2 separate regions of the Mus musculus genome follow, and region 2 is linked to region 1. A link is a contact called in public promoter capture Hi-C data. All regions are on one chromosome and are shown on one strand. The core of a region is the stretch at or near the end of the contact, and the rest is flanking DNA. Distances in the headings are between cores, read along the strand shown.

Region 1 (3,594 bases), core at 678-3,177:
GGGTGCCTCATGGAGGGCCTAGGATTAGCAAAGGTGCCTAATAAATGAAGCTGGCAAAACATGCTAGGGCCAGACTGTAAAAGACCTGACACACAACACTGAACAAAAGCTTAGACTGTTTAACAGGTCGCCAAGAGACACTGAGCTTTTGAATATACACAGGTATGGAAACTGTATGTAATTGTGTCAGCAATTGGGAGGCTGTTCTCAGGTCATAGTCTACAGATTAAATTTTCACAGAGAATGGAGAAGTTCTCAAAGGATGGTTCACAAATATGTTAGAGTGCCTAGGCCCTTTCAGAGTCCAGGGAATCACTATTTTCATAATAGTAGGATGGTTTTGTCTTTTAAAGTACTTGTTTTCATATTCGGGCATGACATTGCAATACATTCTTATAGTCAGTCTATCGTTCAGGAAGCTTAAGGAGGAGGATTACCTGCAAGCCTGAGGCCTGCTTGGGCAACATAGTAAACTCAAGGTCAACCTATGCTACAGAGTGAGACCCTGTCTCAACAAAATAAGTTCTTTTTTTTTAATGTCTTTAATTTAAAATGATTTATTTACTTATTTATTTATTTATTTATTTATTTATTTATTTATTGTATATAAGTACACCATTGCTCTCTTCAGACACATCAGATCTCATTACAGATGGTTGTGAGCCACCATGTGGTTGCTGGGAATTGAACTCAGGACCTCTGAAAGAGCAGTCAGTGCTTTTAACCACTGAGCCATCTCTCCACCCCCAAAACAAGTTCTTATTCCCTAATGGACGTCTGCTGTGGTTTTACAGAATCTACCCAATGATTACAGATTGAATCTGGTACTTAAAGTGGTGGTTTTAGCATTATTTAAAAATTAAATAATGAATATATATTAAAATTACTGACTTGATAGAATATCAGTAAATATCAATAAATAAATACAAGACAGCTCTGTAAGATTCTCAATAATTTGGGGGCCCGAAGTGGTTAAGATTCTCAGTAATTTTTAAGAGAAAAACAAAAACCAACCAACCAAACAAACAAAACAACCAAGGGTCTAGAGAGATGGTTCAATGGTTAAGAGCACTGATTGTTTTGCCAGAGGTCCTGAGTTCATTTCCCAGAAGCCACATGGTGGCTTACAACCTGTAACTACAGTTTCAGGGAATCTGATGTCCTCTTAGGGACTCCACAGACACTAGGCACACATATGGACAGACAGGAACGTACCAAAACATCCTTACACATAAGACAAAATTAAACAAACAAACATGGACAAACAATGGATTAGAGCAGTATTTGTAGGTAGATTAGGACACATGTAAGGCTGAAAGAAAAAGCTCCTTCAAATACTGTTCTTAGACCTGATCTTGGAGAACAAGGCAGAAGGGAGCAAGTAACAGGTATAGAGAAAGGGGCAGAGCAGAGCAAAGGCTCTAGGCAAGCTTGCACAGGAAATGACTTCTCTGCTTAATCAGCTGCAGACAGATACAAATATATTAAGTAATGTGCACACGTACTACTGAGAATTAAAAGTAAGGTATGAATTTAATTTACTCAGGAAACGTCCCCCATTTTTAAATTCATTGAGCTTACTGCCTGTTAATGATATTATTAAGAGTTCTGTTCTGTTTATTACTTGATGAACATCTTGATAAAATCTCACAAATACAATCTTATTAAACTGAGAAAAGTGAAATAATCAAATCTACATGCTGAGAGTAGCATTGAAACCCAGATTACTTTGCTCAGGCATTAATCAACTTTGCTCACCTGGACCTGCTGCTTCTGGGCATTCAACATGTTGGGGTCAATAGACAAGGGACCAAGAACTCCCATCATCAGCTCCTTCTCCATCAGCCAGGGGCGGAGTTGGGACTCTGCAGCCTGGAAGCAGGCCAGGTGGCTTGCAGATTCCTCTAGCTGCTTTTGGCGAGCCACAGTAACCTCGGTGGCCTTTTCCCATCGGGAATCTGTTGAGAGGAAATGAGAGAATGCATTTGGCTTGGTCCCTAAGCTGTACTCCTTATATTCTACAGGAAACGACACATGAGCCATTATTTAACATTTTTAAAAATTAAAAATAACTTAAAAACATTTAAAAACTAAAGTAATACAAATAGTTCTATATGTTCATTAGACTGGTAGTGACAAGAAGCTGCAGGTGATGAAACTGTGGAAGCTCCCCTCCTCCCCCACACCCCTTTTGCCTTGCACTCACAGAGATCCACCCACTACTCCCTCCTGAGTGCTGGGATTCAAGGAATGGGTCATTACTTCCCACTTTCATTTTTATCCCCAATACTCCGTTAGCTTCTGATCAGAGTAGACTATCAGTTTGACTTGTCCTAGAAAGCCAGATTGCTCTTGACTTGAATTTCTAAAATCTCCCCTGTTCAGGTCATTATCTGGTCCTAGACAGACAGGCCTTTTGCTTCCTTAAAAAAGTTAATTGAAAATAATTCCAGCTTTTTAGGGTGTACTAACATTTCCAATTTGCTTTGGAGATAAGATTTTTTAAAAAAACCTAATTTATGTATTTTAATTGTATGTGCATTGCTGTTTTGCCTGCATGTGTGTCTTATACCCTAGAACTGTAGATACAGACAGTTGTGAGCCACCATGTGGGTGCTGGGAATTAGAACTCAGGTTCTCTTGGATAGCAGCCAGTGATCTTAACTGCTGAGCCATCTTTCTGGCCCTGAAACTGGATCTTTTAAGAATAAAACATCTCTGTGATGACTTACTGAGGTCCTCTTGCATTTTCTTCCAGTTTTCTGCTTCTTGTGAGTTGGGATAGGTCTTCAGTAATCCAGCCAGGGCTTCCTTTACTTTCTGAATTTTAGGGGAATTCTGTTCCAATTCAGCCAGAAAAGCCTAGGGGAAAGTACAACATGCATGCCATGTCACAGCTGTATGTGGTAGAAGTTTGTGAGACTGACTGAGCAGGAGATCTCAGATGCTCCACGGCTTGTTCCACAAACTTAATGCATTTAAGTTCTTTGCTTTAGAATTGACTTTAAAATGAAAATGGTGGGATCTGAGCTCTTTTGAGTACAGCACATCAGTGAATCCCAACTGAGTAGAGACCATCACCTCTTACTAATCAGAAGAGCCAAGATAAGATGATGGCAGCATTTTGGAAGTTGGAGAGCTGACATGCCATGATCAACTGGGACATTAAAAAATTTGATGAAAATTTCAGAGAAGAAAATTTCTATGTTCTTATATTTTCTGACAATTTATCTAGTCTACATTTAACTTTTAACACTAAAATTTTTATGAGTGTCTGCTGTTTTTGTGTGCACCACATGAGTGCCTGGTGCTGGAGGAAGCCTTCTGAGGGCGTTGGATCCCATGGAGCCAGTATTCTAGATGGCATGGGTAACTGAACCTTGGTCTTCTGCATGAACATCAAGTGCTCTTAACTGTTAAGGCTTCTCTCCTGCACCATACATTTCCAACTCAAGAATAAATACCTATCCACAATTTTTAGGTTCCCCTAAGAGTTGCAAAAATGCCTGGACAAGAAAAGCTTAGCTATCTAGTTGTATCACGTGGAAAATAAGACTCAATTCTCAATGAGCTAATAATGTGGGAAAGGAGGGA
Region 2 (3,594 bases), core at 448-2,947, 130 kb after region 1:
TAAATGTCATCTTCATTTTATAAATGACAAATCATAGATTCAAACACTGCCTACCCTTTTCTTTCTGATTTTCAGACTGAACCCAGGGGCTTATACTAGGCTAAGCCCGCATCTGTGGTTATTTTGAGACAAAGGCTCACTACATAGATTCCCTCGAGATCTCCCAGCTTTAGCTTTCTTAGCTCTAGTACTCCAGATGCATGTCACTGGCCCAGCCACCCATTTCTTTCTAATACAAGCTCAAATACAAGCATGTCACTTTGGGCTGCCCCTTAAACATAGCACCATACAAGCACACATACATAATTGTAAATGTCTGCCTCTGTTTCTGCTGATAGAGCCACACAGTGAACCTGAATACTTAGCCAACAGCTTTTCTGGGACTTAACCAGAAAAGGACACTGGGGAATCAACAGGGTCTAATTCTAATTCTGTCAAGCATTGGTGAACTTTTCATAGAAATATAAGTAATAGGTCATCAAGCCCTGTCTTAGCTTAAAGAGACCAGTAACAAGTACCTAAGTAGAAGAAGGTTATCAGTGACAATATTAAAAGCCTGAAATCCAAGGGTGTCCTCCAGGACAAGTATACCTATAGTCCTCACACACAGCCACTTAGAGCCAGGTGTACTTGGGGCTGGTCCTGACAGTTGGCAGTCAGAAAGCATGGAGGACAGCATAAGGAACAGAGGGATCTCCAAAGCTCCAGTGCCACAATGATCAGAGTCTGATTTCCTGGGGACAAAACAACCACCAGCTTCCTAACACTTGTGGCTTAGGTATAGCCCCAGGAAGGAGCAGTAACAATTGCATCAAAGAGCAACACAGAATGTACCCCAGAAAGGAGGCCACACAGCCCTTCCCTTGTAACCACCCTCCTCTTTTGCCTACACCCATCCCACACTTCAGAAGGCAACGGATTCCAAAACTCCATTCGGTGATTGAGAAAGCAAAGGAAGGAAGGCCTTAATCCTCCGAGGCAGGACACTAGAGCAATGGGCACTTCCCTTCAACAGCGAAACCAGTCATCATCTCATCTACCCAGGCCCTCAGCCAGTGTCACAAGAACAGGAAGGAGTCTGACTGACTGGCTTGAGCTCGGGGCTCGCGCTCTCCCTCCCTCCCTCCCTCCCTCCCTCCCTCCCTCCCCCCCCCCCTCTCTCTCTCTCCCTCCCTCTCTCTCTCTCTCTCTCTCTCTCTCTCTCTCTCTCTCTCTCTCTCCCTCTCCCTCTCCCTCTCCCTCTCCCTCTCCCTCTCCCTCTCCCTCTCCCTCTCCCTCTCCCTCTCTCCCCCTCTCCCCCTCTCCTTTTCTCCCTCTCTCCCTCTCCCTCCCCTCTCCCTGTGTCTTTCCCCTCCATCCCCTGACAGCACAACAGCTGAAGGGTGCACTGGCCCTTTAAAGCAAGCAATCAAGTGGGAAGATCTCCCCGCTTTACCCCACCCTAAGAGCCCCACAGAAGATTCAAGAAGGGAGGCACCACTTAGTTACCTGCTCTGTCTCTGGCACAGCTCTTCCAGTACAGAATACCAGCAATTCCAAGAATGTGAGTCAAAATAAAGAGGGTTGGCGGCAAATAAGATGAATCTAAAAGAGGCATTTCCAGGCCTGCTCTTTCTCCTCCTTTAGTGAGCCTCACACGGGCACACAGGCGGAGCCCAGGGCTGCCTCGGGATGCCTTTCTCCTGAGCTTATGCTGCCCCTTACTATCAGCTCAGCGGCAGAGGCAGATGCCCAGGCTTAATGTGGTCAGAAACTTCCTGGCAGCTTCTTCCATCTCGACTCTGCGCTTTTTGCAGCAAACTACTGGGACTAAAACTACAGTGTGTCTCAGACAAAGCCCAGAAAGCAACTGGTTGGCGGGGGAGGGGGAAGGGAAGGAGGAAGAAGAGTGAGAAGGAGGCCAAAGTCAGTGTAGAGCTGACTCAAACCTCTATCTTTGGCATCCTCTGGTCAGCTTAAACAAACCTCAGACCTTTCTACAAGAGGGGAGGGTGTCAGAGGACCAGAGGACGTCACACTCTGAACTTTCCATTCTCTGACTGATTGGAATGCCAGACTTCAGGATGTAGCCAGAAGAAAAGAGTCACAGAAGCACTGGAGAAACTCTAGCAGGGAGGAGGCAAAGTATACAAGAGCCTTGGCACAGCCAGAGCGCAACCTTCCACAGCCCAAACTAGAGAAGAGTCCACAGACCCCATCTCACAGAGCGGAGGGAGCACTGGGTATCAGGGGAGCAAGCGGCTCCACAAGTACAGCCTGGCACTTTTTAGGGGTTACGGAGAAAAAAAAAAACAAAAAACTAAATAAAACTTTCCATCAGCAGGGTCAGGGGGTATGGGATGGACATCAAGAACTAAAAGAGAGCAGAAAACCAAATCTTCCACAAAACCAGGGCCTGCTTATAGACCTGATGTGGGTACTGTAACAGCTACTGAATCCTTACCACTACTGAAAGAAAGCCAGATTGGCTCAAATGAAAAAATGCAATTATTCCAAGTTCTGGCAAGGACTGGGGAGGGATAAACTACAAGAACTACTTCAGAAAAGAGTTAGTCAAATGCTTATGAAGTTAACCATTCAAATACAAGCAAACTTGCTGAGAACAATCACACAAAATGAAAAGAAAGGCCCACACAGAGATCTGTATATGAATGTTAAATTACCAACACTATACAAGATAATAACTCAAATTTATTAAGTGGTGAACTTTTAATCAAAGTGTAGTGTGTCCATACACAGAACCACTTCTCTGCAATAAAAAGAAAGTTAGGAATACATTCAAGTATTGTATGTCTACATGTGAGAGAAATCAAACACAAAAGGCTACATACAATAGGAAAACAATAGATAAAAGCAAAAGAGATGGGGCGCACTACAAGAGCTGGCTCAAGAAAGCTGTGGGGTTCTGGAAGTGTTCTACGTATTATAATTTTCTCTCATCTGTCGAAATACAGTAAACTGCACATCAGAAAGTGTGAGCTGTGTGACACACACAAACCTAATAAAATACGTTTAAAAGCTAGCAAGGAAAAAAAAAAGCTAGCAAGGAGTTTACACAATCTAAATCTAAATTAAATGAGCCACCACTACCTCTCTCAAAAAGTTATTTTATGAAGTGCAGTGTGGACACACTTGCTCCCAACAGCTGAGAGTAGTCCACCACTGTCCTCTGCAACACTTGCCACCCTCCACTCAGGAAAGGTTACAGTCATGGACGCACTTCCACTACTACACCAAGTTTCATGAATATTTAAAAATGCAAATTAGTCAAGTGTAATGGTACACACCTGCAATCTCAGGGTACATAACACTAAGGCAGGAGACTCAGGAGTTTGCTGTTAGCCTGGACTACAGAATGAGATCCCATTTACTGAAAGGGGGAGAAGAGGGCTGCTTTACACATCTGTTGCCCTACTATTTCCCTAATAAAATGGAAAGACTTTAATCTATTGCCCAAAATGATATTTAATGGGCTTTGATGGAAAAACAAATACAATAAGAGCTTTTAAATTCAGCATCATCCATAAATGCATGTTCCTCTGTATTTCTCCACCTGGTGTGGCGCTTCATTCCTGTAAGAACGAGTGCGGGAGG

What was found. Capture Hi-C pulls out chosen DNA fragments and counts their contacts.
Region 2: a promoter capture Hi-C map of adipose tissue shows a contact between it and region 1. The contact joins two enhancer-like sites. A contact is called at or near these places in 1 of 484 Hi-C or Micro-C datasets (muscle stem cells), 2 of 115 datasets of contacts at active chromatin or transcription factors (bone marrow-derived macrophages and extraembryonic endoderm stem cells) and 2 of 9 other capture datasets (adipose tissue and liver).

Annotation. Positions count from the first base shown.
Region 1 is chr4:123,436,709-123,440,302 of GRCm38.p6, forward strand. Macf1 (microtubule-actin crosslinking factor 1) reads right to left here. Exons shown (of 98, transcript NM_001199136.1): 54 at 2,733-2,862; 55 at 1,759-1,958. Among named protein-coding and RNA genes, the nearest start is that of D830031N03Rik, 27 kb to the left of the region's middle. Within about 2 kb of position 1,928, at least 6 of the 459 cell types and tissues checked have an H3K27ac peak or open chromatin away from gene starts, as enhancers often do. A contact at or near this core is called in adipose tissue, where this site is marked.
Region 2 is chr4:123,571,129-123,574,722 of GRCm38.p6, forward strand. The region is part of intron 1 of Macf1 (microtubule-actin crosslinking factor 1); the gene reads right to left. Among named protein-coding and RNA genes, the nearest start is that of Gm31156, 21 kb to the left of the region's middle. Within about 2 kb of position 1,698, at least 348 of the 459 cell types and tissues checked have an H3K27ac peak or open chromatin away from gene starts, as enhancers often do. A contact at or near this core is called in adipose tissue, where this site is marked.